Regions from separate parts of the Mus musculus genome. Here regions 1 and 2 are each linked to region 3. A link is a contact called in public HiChIP or PLAC-seq and Micro-C data. All regions are on one chromosome and are shown on one strand. Each heading gives the region's core, a stretch centred on a gene start, on an enhancer-like site or on the middle of the called end of the contact. The rest is flanking DNA. Distances are from core to core; before and after follow the strand shown.

Region 1 (3,642 bases), core at 1,143-3,642, 160 kb after region 3:
CCAGTCAGGTTGCTCCGTGGAGAATGATTGGTGTTATGCTGCCACCTACCGGCTGATTTGGCAGTTACATGCAGTTGCGAGTTGCTATCAGAAGTTACACATCCTTTGTCTTTAAAGTTAAAAAGTCTTTAGTTTCCCATACTCACAGCGCGGGGTTATGGGGAAGCCGCCTTCCTGGACCCTGAGGGCAGCTTGCCCTCTCTGTCCTTGTCACTGGGCTCTCCGGGCATCCTGACCTAGGGATCTCTTGCCACTGTGTTGTGTATCATGGGTTCCAATTGACTTTCTGGGCCTCTATTTTGCGGTGGAACTCTCTCTGTCCACTCTGAGAGAGAGAGAGAGAGAGAGAGAGAGAGAGAGAGAGAGAGAGAGAGAGAGAGAGAGACAGAGACAGAGACAGAGACAGAGAGACAGAGAGAGAGACAGAGAGAGAGACAGAGAGAGAGAGAGAGAGCAGAACGCTGCAATGACCTATTTTGCGGTGGAACTCTCTCTGTCCACTCTGAGAGAGAGAGAGCAGAACGCTGCAATAACCTCAGACCTAAACATAGTCATTGCTTTTGACCCTAGAGCCAACTTGGTTTCTTGCTGGGGATTAAATCATTCAGGGAAAACATTTCCCAACAGGCTTCCCAGAATCTACTGCCGCTGCCAACATTCTTGAGCCTCATATAAACAAGATGCCCCCAGCAGAGGAGCTTTAGGGGTGGCGGAAGGGTCATATCATCTGTGTGCCAGGATCATAGACAAGATTAAGTGCTGATTTGAGTGGGAGAACGGGGCATCATTTATATGGTGGGGGAGGGGTGGGTATGTGAGGGTGGGGTACGGTAAGGGTTAGAGGGGCCAAACAGTGAGACTAGTCAGACTCCTGGCAATTCTTGGGAGGCAGACGGATTGTGAATTTTGGGTCAGCCTGGACTACATAGCAAGACCTTATGTAGTAATATAATAATAATAATAATAATAATAATAATAATAATAATAATAGCAACAACAACAACTCATCAATGAAACACTATACACAGCCAATACACAAAGATATCAAAGACATAATGTTGAATGATAAAAAGCCAGAGACTTAAGGGTACCCTGGCTGTGAATACGTTTATTTAACTTCTAAAACCAGATACCACAAATCTACAGCGCTAGACGTTCAGATAATACTTCTGTCGGAGCAAAAGGCTGAGGGGATTGACTGACTGAGTGTGGGAAGGGGATGGGGACACCAGGACACAGGAACGCTCTTCACCAACGATTGTCTGGCTGCTGCATGCACAAACATGTACACACACAACATTCTGTTAGAATGTGTGCATCTTACTATCCACATGACACCAATTTAGAAAGAAAGAAAGAAAGAAAGAAAGAAAGAAAGAAAGAAAGAGAGGGGGGAGGGAGGGAGAGAGAGAGAGAGAGAGAGAGACCATCCTTTTTAGCCACTGAGTAATATCACTGACTGGTTGTCTGCTGGTAGCATGGAACAAAGCCATAGGACAGATTCACCCAGGTACTCAATCAGCCCTTGGGCCTGGGTCAATGGGAGTGGCTATCTGCACATCTCATTTTAGCCCTAGATTTAAAAATTAATTACGTTTGTTTGTCTCCTAGGCACCACTCTTTAAAACAGTAACAATGTGGGCCAGAGAGATGGCTCAGTGGTTAAAAACACTGGCTGTTTTCACAGAGGATCTGGGTTGGGTTTCTGGCTCTCAGTTGGCACACAACCATATTAATCTCCAGATCCAGGGGGAATCTGATGCCCTCTTCTGGCCTCCTTGGGTACTGCATGCATGTGTTGCGCATAGCCACATACAGGCAAACATTCATACACGTAAAATAACCATCCCTTCATCGTACACATAAAATTGTACACATAAAACCACCCCTTCATCATACACATAATATAAAAATAATGATAAAAATCATTTTTAAAATTACAGCAATCTTTGTCCCAGCTGCCATGTGGCCCCTTTCCTAGTTTGGGGAAGGGGGCCTTCAGATTCCTTGAGAAATTCTCATTGCCCTGTGACTCTCTTACTTATGGTAGAAGTGGGGCCAGCCAGACCCTGCTGTCGTTAGCATCAGGTTGAATGGAGACGGAACGGAGCTCTGAGAGAGCTAGCTCCAGGAATGATCAATTCTCAGACATCCACTTTCCAGGAAGTGGAAGGCCTCTGGTCTGCCACGGGGCTGTGCTGGCTTGAGGGCCACTCGGGCTAAGCTGGGTATGGAAGATACTGATTACAAAGCCATTTGTAACCCGTGGTTGGGTAATATAACCATCCCTTCCTCAGCGTGCTGGCCACAGTTCTCTGCCAGGCCAGGAGTTATGGGTTTTTTATTGGTGCTACAGGGGTGATATTTGAGCAGCCTTAGCGCTTAGTCATTTCTGGTTATCAGTGAACTGTAATGTTTCAAACTGCCGGGGGGATGGTCAGAGATAAACTTGGGCCAGCTGCAGACTGAGTGGCGCCTGTGACTGGCTTCACGTGTGTTGTGGATACTCTTTCTATACATCTCTTTCCTCTTTCTCCTCCTCCTCCTCTACCCTTTCCTCCCCTCCTCCCCTTCTCCTTCTCCCCCTCCTCCTTCTCTACCACCAGCACCACCAACTCCCCCCTTCTTTTTAATAAGTTGTGGGATGATACATCATTTTTTTTAACCTAGACATATGTATAATGAAAAAAAAAACCCTCAGATGCAAAGGTGAGAGATGGTCCTATTGACAGCTGTTTCCTTCTTTGCTTTTCCTTCTCTCTTGCTTCTCAGTCATTTGGCCTAGAACAAGTGGATTTGGGGGACAGAATTGACCAGAAAAAAAAATTTTTAAGGCAGTCAGTTCAGGGCTGGAACAGGGCATGTCTCTTCAGATTTCTGAGCTCAAGGCCAGCCTGGTCTACAGAGTGAGTTCCAGGACAGCCAAGGATACACAGAGAAACCCTGTCTTGAAGCCCGCCACCCCCCCCCCCAAAAAAAAGAGAACCAAATAGACTTTGTAGCCACATCAGTCTCCTAGGTACATCACAAGGGCTGCAGGTACAGATGTTACATCGTATCCAAACAAGATGATCTCTGAGGTCCTCTAACTGCCCCGGGAAGCACACTGAAACGTCTCCAGGGGAATCTGCAGGGTAGCTCATGTTTGTGTCAGTTTGATCTCTAGCGAAGGGCATCTGGATCCTTCCTCGAGAAAACCGAGAAAACCATGGTGTGGCAGGTGAGGACCCTGAATGTCTTTAACGGCAGCACTTGAGAGGCAGAGGCAGGAGGATCTCTTTGAGTTTGAGTGCATCCTGCTCTACGTAGCATGTCCCAGACTATCAGGGGGTTACACAGTGAGACTCCCAAAGTCTTCCCCTTGACCTGCAGAGGTCTCTTATTTTATTTCAATGGTGTCTCTCACTTATGTACCTAGTAGTGCATTTGGTTGTAAGGGAGTGAGAAAAATTCCACTCTCTACAGTTAAAGGGGAAAGTCTGGCAGCTGCAAAGGGGGGAAGCAGGTCTCCAAGCAGGTCTCTGAACGTAGGGTACTGACAAGATCGTTGGACACTTTAAACCATTCATACCATTCCTGGGGCTTATGGGAACCCCTTAAACAGCACCTTTTCTCTTTGCCTTTACCCAAATAATATCTTAA
Region 2 (3,936 bases), core at 649-3,148, 190 kb after region 3:
TTCCCAGCAACCACATGGTGGCTCACAACCATCTGTAATGGGATCCGATGCCCTCTTGTGACATCTCTGTAGAGAGCAACAGTGTACTGATACATAAAAAAAATTAAATAAATCCTTAAAAACACCACCACCACCACCAACAACAACAGAATGTAGATGCCGGTCCGCTGTGCAATCACATGTATGAGACATGCAATGCTGGTCTCGCATGGACTTCTCACTCTGCTACTGAAGGACTTGCGTCCCCATCCGTTCTGTCCGTATTTGCATGCCAGCTGGGCTGTCAACTCGACTCCTGGCAAAGGGGGCGTTCTGGGTCAGGAGTCTGTTGCCAGCTCTGAATTCTTTCCAAGGAAGGTTAAAATCCCTCTAGGGTATAATGCAGTCCCCCAAAGCCCTCTTAGCTTCTTTGGGGGCCCAAGGAGGACAAAGAATCTGGGGGAAGGGTGAAATCAGTGGATGGTTCTGGGGCTTAGGAATGGGGGTGGGGTGGGGTGGGTGGGGTGGAGTGGGGGCCTGAACCCATTCAGCCCCTGAGGGCAGTAGGTGACAGGGTTGTAGAAGGTCACTGCTATTAGAGAGGACTCTGGGAATGTCAAGCTGCTGCAATCACCCTCAGGAGGTCACTGCTGAGTTTGAGTCAGACTCTGTGGGATGAGAGGGTCCCTTTTAAGAGCCACTATTTAAATTTAAATTTTACTCTATGTCTTACCCAGAGCCACAGGATCTCAACCATGTGGACCCATGAAAGGAAACCACTTCTTTCTAACATAATAAAATACTGCTTTAACTGAGATACCATAAAACAGGACCACGTTGGCCGTCATCATGCATGCGGTTCGGCGGCATTGAGTCCCTTCTAGTCCTTGCGCAACCCCCACCATCTGCCTCCACGGCTTTTCATCATGCAGAACCGAAACTGGAGCAGATTTCATTAAACATTAACTTCCTCCACCCACCGCGGCCAGCTCCTGGCAGCCAACACCCCAGTCTTCCTTTCTAAGTCTGACCTCATGTATGTAACATCATACAGGAATTCTCTTCTCGGGTCTGGCTTATTTCATCAAGTCATTCAGAGTAGCCAAGTGTCCCCTGGCTTTAGCCACTCCGTCACATGTGCCAGGTTTTATTCCTTTTCAGTCTGAGTACTATTCCATTGGGTGCCGAGGCCGCGGTCTCCTCATGCTGGGGGACACATGGCTACTCTGAATGACTTGATGATGAACACAGGTGAACCAGAGACCTACTTGCAAGGAATACCTTCCAGGACCACCCTCTCCAGCTCCCCCCCCCCCCAGCCCCACTCTCCCAAGGATTTCTGAAACGGCAGGGTTCTTGGACACTATCCAAGATAGAGATGCTCTGTACAAGGACAGTCAATCGGATAACTGAGTTAGCTCCTAGGTAACTAGAAAACAGGTAGCATGTACCGTGTGGATACACTACACAAAAGCATGACCAACCCCGGGCTGGGAGGAGCGGAATGACAAAGGCCACTGTGCCACTTCTTGGAATGAGGCACTGTTTAGAACTTGTGAAATGCTCATTTCTGGATTTTTTTTTTTCCATTTAGTTTTCAACCCAACCACAGGCAGGTTGAAACTGTAGAAAGAGAATTATGGGTAAGAGCTTCCTCCAACTGCAAAGGAACTAGATGACTTTAAAGATTCCCCCAAGAGGTCCCAGCAAGTTGAGAATGGCTGAAGTTAATTGCTTTTGAGCACATATTATGCACCACTGACTACCTGATGGGCGTTTGCTCTGTGGCTCCTCACAGCTCGTGAAGTGGGACCCACCGCCATTCTTGGATTCAGAAATCAGACACAAGAGAGAGCCTCTGGAGCCACGGTCCAATTGTAGGTGGAGCTCAGGCCTCTGTCCCCAGCGCTATGCTATTCTGTCCGCCTCTCGCCATGGCTCCTGGCAGCACTTCCACTTCAAGGGAAAGGCCCTTGAAACACAGCTTAGAGACATCAGAATGCAATCTTCAATTTCACCCTGGAAAGAATTTTTTTTTTCCTGCACACCAAATATTTAGTAAGGAGGTTTAATAAATAAAGGTTGTTTATTTTATGTGATCATAGTTATTTTTATTTTAACTTGCAGCTTCATGGTTATTTTATAATAAGTTATCAGCCTGTGTGTTTCCTGAGGTTCAGTAATGCGGAAGCTGTTTCGTGGGACTAAGGCCGTGTGTTACCCGCGACAATACTGCCATCCTGTGGCGGGATGGAACACTGCAGCTTTGTTAACTATCCAATCCTGCAAGGGCAGGTGAAGAAAAGGTCAGGGTTGTATTCAAACGGGGATGGGGGTGGGGGTGGGGGTTGGGGTGGAGGGTGGGGGTGGGTGCCCTCTCCTGCTTGAGGCCACAGTCAGACCATGTCCTCAGTTTGTCAGAGTCCAGGACACACACAGTTCCTGTTCCCTTTGACTCTCGGAGACTCCTGCTCAGACGGGAGTTGTGGCGGGAGACTCAGGGCGCTGGTGGGAGGGTAATGGCAACCCCACCTGCAACCACAGGGACCAAGAATCCAAACGTGGTGTGCATCTCACCCTGTCCTTACTTTTAAGAGGTTTCTATTAACCAGAATTTTCCTTCCTTTCCTCTCTCATCATCCCCCCACGTCGCCTTCTCCCCTCCCAAAAAGGTTGGGGGAGTGTGTGTGGGCGGGGATGCATTGGGAAGTGACCAGATCAGACCTAATTGCCAGCAAACAAGCTCAGGTATATAGGAGCAGCTCTTGGGCAACGCCGAGGACAGAGAAGTCAGGTGGGGAACCCTGGATGTGTCAGGAATGAGCTGGCTTTTCGCCATATAAGGTCCTGGTTCAAGTGCTTGGTAGTTGTTCAACTCGGGGCTGGCGCCGTCCGGAACTCAGTTTTGGTGCCATCTGGGTAAGGGGGGGCTTGACAATTCGGGCAGGGCTGTAGAGAGGGGCTTTCTGGCCCACACCATGCTGGTCTTTGGTGATGGCTCGTGTTTGCTGTCAGTAAACCATGCATTATGGGCACCAGGAGGAGGGTGTTTGAATTAATTTAAATGTATGACTGTTTTGCCCGAACATATGTATGGGAACCATATGTATGTCTTGTGCCTGCAGAGGCCAGAACGACCATTGAATCCCCTAGAACTGGAGTTACAGATGGTTGTGAGCTGTCATGTGGGTGCCAGGAATTGAACTTGGGTCCTCTGCAGGAGAAACCAGTGCTCTTAACCACGGAGCCATCTCTGCAGCCCTGTGTAAATGTTCTAAAAGATGAGATCTTTTAGGTCACAGTAGTTACTGTCGGCTGGGCCAAGGTGACCTGGATATGTCTAGCTTGGATTCTGTGGAGGTCATGAACTCAGGGCAACTAGCTACACAGCCAGTGTTCTGTGACTGTGTCCCTCTACACAGCCTCTTTCCTTCCCTAGCACGCTGGGCAATCACACAAACATTCAATCTCCCTCTACCCGCTTTCTATTTTTCTTCTCCAGAGTCTTACTATGTAGCCTTGGCTGGTTTGGAAATTGCTATGGAAATCAGGCTGGCTTCAAACTCAGAGATCTGCTTACCTCTGCCTCCTGAGTGTTGAAGTGGTCTCTCTCTCTCTCTCTCTCTCTCTCTCTCTCTCTCTCTCTCTCTCTCTCTCTCTCTCTCTCTCTTATCGAGATAGGGTTTCTCTGTATAGCCCCGGCTGTCCTGGAACTCATTCTGTAGACCAGGCTGGCCTCAAACTCAGAAATCTGCCAGCCTCTGCCTCCCAAGTGCTGGGATTAAAGGCGTGCGCCACCACTGCCTGGCTCCTCTTCTCGTAAAGCCCTTCCCTTGGATGATTTCTCTGGCTGACTTCCCTTGCTTCTGCTTAGGTTCATTGCTCTGTGCTTCTTCCTGGATCATGTCAGGTTCCCTAATGGCCTCCCATGCAGAGGAGTCATCGGGACCAGAAGAC
Region 3 (3,733 bases), core at 1,013-3,512:
TGGCCTCTAAATCATAAATACGCTTGCCTGTGCCTTCCAAGTGCTGGGACTAAAGGCATGCACCACCACTGCTGGGCATATTTGGAATTTTAAAAGATAAGTGGAAATTATTCTTGGTTGCTATATCAATATGTAAATGATGTTTTCAATTTTGCCTCTTGGTTCTGTTCTGTTGCTGTGAAGAGACACCATGGCCAAGGTAACTCTTATAAAAGAAAACATTTGATTAGAGATTTGTTTATAATTTCAGACGGTCAGTCCTGTCTGGCACAATAGTGGCCTGAGAGAAGCTCCACCTGCTACTGTAAACCTAGAGTGTGAATGGACCGGTCATAGGTCCCAGGGGACCATATTACTGTTGTTACACTGCTAAGTGGGAATGTGGCCCAACTGCTTCCTAAGTATTTGTGTTTGTATCCATAAATCAGTGCTGTTCTCAGCTGTGATCTAAGTGGCTTTTTCTGCAGCGGGAGTGGGTAGCAGTCTGTGCAGAGACTCCTGCAGCTGGCCCAAGCACTGGTCCATCTGACTGTCTGCATTAACCTCCCACCTCCACACCAAGAACTGACCCAGGGACTGTCATGGGAGATGGGGAGGAAGACTAAAAAACAGAGGATAGAGAGGGATGGTGTGAAATGCCATCTTCTGGGAGTGGAGGTGACATGACTGTGACATTCCTTTCTTCAGCTATGGTTGTCTGCATGTGATTGAGCTAGTCTTCTAGAACAAACAGGAGAGGGTCCATGAGGTTCCCCCCACCCAAACTGAGAAGCTATTAGCAGTTGGTGGCTGCTGAACAGGGGCAGTCATTTTTCTTTAGGGATGTGTGATCACTGGTAGGTTGTCCACGCTCTGGTGGGGGATGGGCCCATGTGCATTCAGACAATACTAAATGAACTCAGTGGGCACACACACACACACACACACAAACACACATCAGAGGGCATGAGGTGTGGGGGTGTGGGGAATACATGCTGGGCATCTGGAGAGAGTAGAAGGGTGGATATGAGCAGGATACATTGTATACATTGTAGAATTGTCAAAGAACGAATAAAAATATTCTAAAAAAGAAAGAAAGAAACTGTGGGTGAGGGTGGGGCTCACCTTTACTACCAGCACTCGGAAGGCCGAGGCAGGAGAATCTCTGAGTTCAGCCAGATATACAGAGCAAGTTCCAGGGCAGCCAGAGTTACACAGAGAAATCCTGTCTTGGAAAACCAAATGGAAGAGGAAGTAGCTGCATTAGCAAACGTTAGCAAATTTCAGCCGGCGTGTGTTTGATGGACTGTCCCATGCTCTGAGATGGGCACTCCTGCCCTCCCTAACTCTTCAGACACTCCCTCTTCTGGTCCTCCTCCCATCTGGTGATGTCCCTCTCTGATCCTGTCACAGGCTTCTTCATCCACTTATAATCCTCGAAGTTACCCTCCTTGATTCCATCCCAGTCTACCTTCCCTCTTATCCTCCCACAATACCCTCATCTTGGACAAATTCATTCACCCCAAAGTCTGGCTTCTGGTGCATGTGCCTCAGGGTCCCACAGCTCAGCCTTGGCCAGGCTCACTTCAGAATTCAGCTTGAAGAAGAGCTGGGGCCTCCAGGAAGGGACACTCTCCCTGTGGCGTCTGCCAAGCGCTCAAGGGGAAACCTACCTGTCCTGTTCTCCACTATGTCTCTGATAGTGCTTAACACAAGCCAGATGCTGAAACAATTCCCTCCAAGGAAGAGAGAGAAAAGGAAAGAAGGGGAAGAGGAAAAGAGGGATTGGGGTGGGGGATGGGGACAGAAGCTGACTTAAGCCTCTGCTGTTTACCAAACCCTTGTCTTTGGGCAAACAACTCAGCCTTCCAGACCCCAATAGCCTCAGAGTTCCCATTTACAGATCTAGGCTTTCTGGGGGTTCTGAAGTCTGAGCCAGATGATAGAGAAAAGGTTACCTCAAGGTCTGGCCAGAAACTATGGTCCCCATGCCGCTGTCATTATCACTGACAGGGACCATGGGGCCCTTGAGGAGTAAGGGACAGAGCAGCTGAGGTCATTCACTTTCCACGGGTAGACCTGTATCCTCCCCGCCTCCCAGAAGCCCTGGCACCCTGGGGGCTCCCAAGAAAGGCTGTGACTCTCCCCGTTAGGGCTACCACCCAGTTGCTGGGAGATGGCTGAAAACCTCTTCATCAGATCAGCAGTTTCTGACATACACAAAGAAGGAGCCAGCAGACCCATTAACACACTCAGTGCGTTCTGAACCGCCAGGAACTCGGCCTGAATCACTACCCTTGTCAACAGTGCCTCTTGGCAGTGTCTGAAGATTCTGTCCTCAGCTTCGGACCGGGTTTCTTAACTGGGAGGGGGGGAGGGGGGCGGCAGGAAGCAGGAAGGAGCCTCACTGCTGACCGAGTGCCCACTGTGCTAAGAACATTCAGTTACACAGATGGAGGGACAGCAAGGACAGCTGATGGTAGCGCGTGGGACCGGAGCTCAGCCTTTAGGAGGAGACTAAGCATTTTAGCTTTAGAACTAGCTCTAGGCACCGGAGCACTGAGTGGGTGGAGGGGCGTGGCAGGTGTCTTGGCTAGGCGGCGGTAAGAAAGCATCAAGCGTCGTAGAAGAAACAGCTCACATGATAGAATTTCCCCCTCCTGTTTCTGGAGGCTGAGATGCCACTGATCAGATCATAAAGCAAATTTAGAATCTGGGGAGGGCCTGCTTCCTGGCTCATGGATGGCGCCTGTTATCTGGGTTCTCACAGGACTGAAAGAGTGCTCAGGGGTGGGGGTGGGGAGGAATATGGTGATGCGTGCCTATACTCTCAGGGCTTGGAAGCTGAAGCAGGGGGATGGTAATGCTGAGGCTAGTTTGGGCCACATAAACAAAACCCTGGGTTAAAATTTGAATCTAGGGCTGACGAGATGGCTCAATGGGTAAGAGCACTGACTGCTCTTCCGAAGGTCCTGAGTTCAAATCCCAGCAACCACATGGTGGCTCACAACCATCCGTAATGAGATCTGACGCCCTCTACTGGTGTGTCCGAAGACAGCTACAGTGTACTTACATATAATAAATAGATAAATCTTTTTTTTTTAAATTTGAATCTATAACGCCCCACACAGGCTTATGACTTGAATGCTTGCTCCTATAGGGGGAAGGGAGACCTAGATGGAATAAGAAGGTTCCTTGAGGCAGGCTCCAGGTATGTGTATATTACCTCTGGTCACTTCCTGTCTCCCTGTCTTCTGGCCCACCATGACATGAGCCAAGTTCTTTGCCCTATCTTGCCCACCAGGATGGGCAGTGACCCTGAAACCTGTGAGCCTGTGAGCCAAAATTATATCTCGTTTTTTTTTTTTTTTTTTTTTTAGGCCACTGTGATTAAAAAGTAACTGCTATTAGCGGGGTGGAGAAAGAGGGGGAGGGAGGGAAGGAGAGGGAACGCGAGAGGGAGGGAGATTGCTCTCTGATGTTCTGTTATAAGCTCAAAAATCCCTTTGTGAAGGCACACACTATGGTTCATCCAGTCTTAGCCCAGTCCTAAAGCCCCCTGTCCTAATAGCACCCCACCATGGAAGAAGGGTTTGATACATGAATTTAGGCTATGGAAGATATGATGTCATATCTTGGTTGTCAACTTTACTGCAAACTGCTGGGCACTTCTACAGGGGCCTTTCTTAATCAGATTATTAAAAACATAAAGCCACGCCCTGAATGTGTGCAGCCCAGATAAAAAGATATGGAT

Evidence for each region. A called contact is a pair of places that touch in the nucleus more often than the background predicts. HiChIP or PLAC-seq counts read pairs in DNA pulled down with a chosen protein or histone mark.
Region 1: an H3K27ac HiChIP or PLAC-seq map of the NIH/3T3 cell line shows a contact between it and region 3, with 7 times the contacts expected there. The contact joins the promoter of 4930573C15Rik here to the enhancer-like site in region 3. A contact is called at or near these places in 2 of 15 datasets of contacts at CTCF or cohesin (the G1E-ER4 cell line and the NIH/3T3 cell line), 9 of 484 Hi-C or Micro-C datasets (the G1E-ER4 cell line, Th1 cells, bone marrow-derived dendritic cells and 3 more), 19 of 115 datasets of contacts at active chromatin or transcription factors (the NIH/3T3 cell line, SST interneurons, T-cell acute lymphoblastic leukemia and 12 more) and 2 of 9 other capture datasets (liver and pancreatic islet).
Region 2: a Micro-C map of the HL-1 cell line shows a contact between it and region 3, with 3 times the contacts expected there. The contact joins two enhancer-like sites. A contact is called at or near these places in 1 of 15 datasets of contacts at CTCF or cohesin (large pre-B cells), 2 of 484 Hi-C or Micro-C datasets (the HL-1 cell line and bone marrow-derived macrophages) and 5 of 115 datasets of contacts at active chromatin or transcription factors (embryonic stem cells, fetal liver and pancreatic cancer cells).

The regions. Positions count from the first base shown.
Region 1 is chr5:146,702,587-146,706,228 of GRCm38.p6, reverse strand. 4930573C15Rik (a long non-coding RNA gene) reads right to left here and starts at 2,392. Exons shown (of 2, transcript XR_868703.2): 1 at 2,042-2,392.
Region 2 is chr5:146,673,668-146,677,603 of GRCm38.p6, reverse strand. No RefSeq gene overlaps it. Among named protein-coding and RNA genes, the nearest start is that of Gm34700, 25 kb to the left of the region's middle. Within about 2 kb of position 1,898, at least 114 of the 459 cell types and tissues checked have an H3K27ac peak or open chromatin away from gene starts, as enhancers often do. A contact at or near this core is called in the HL-1 cell line and pancreatic cancer cells, where this site is marked.
Region 3 is chr5:146,866,445-146,870,177 of GRCm38.p6, reverse strand. All of the region lies in intron 2 of Gm38748 (a long non-coding RNA gene), which reads right to left. Among named protein-coding and RNA genes, the nearest start is that of Gm38748, 10 kb to the right of the region's middle. Within about 2 kb of position 2,262, at least 168 of the 459 cell types and tissues checked have an H3K27ac peak or open chromatin away from gene starts, as enhancers often do. A contact at or near this core is called in the G1E-ER4 cell line, the HL-1 cell line, the NIH/3T3 cell line and 8 more, where this site is marked.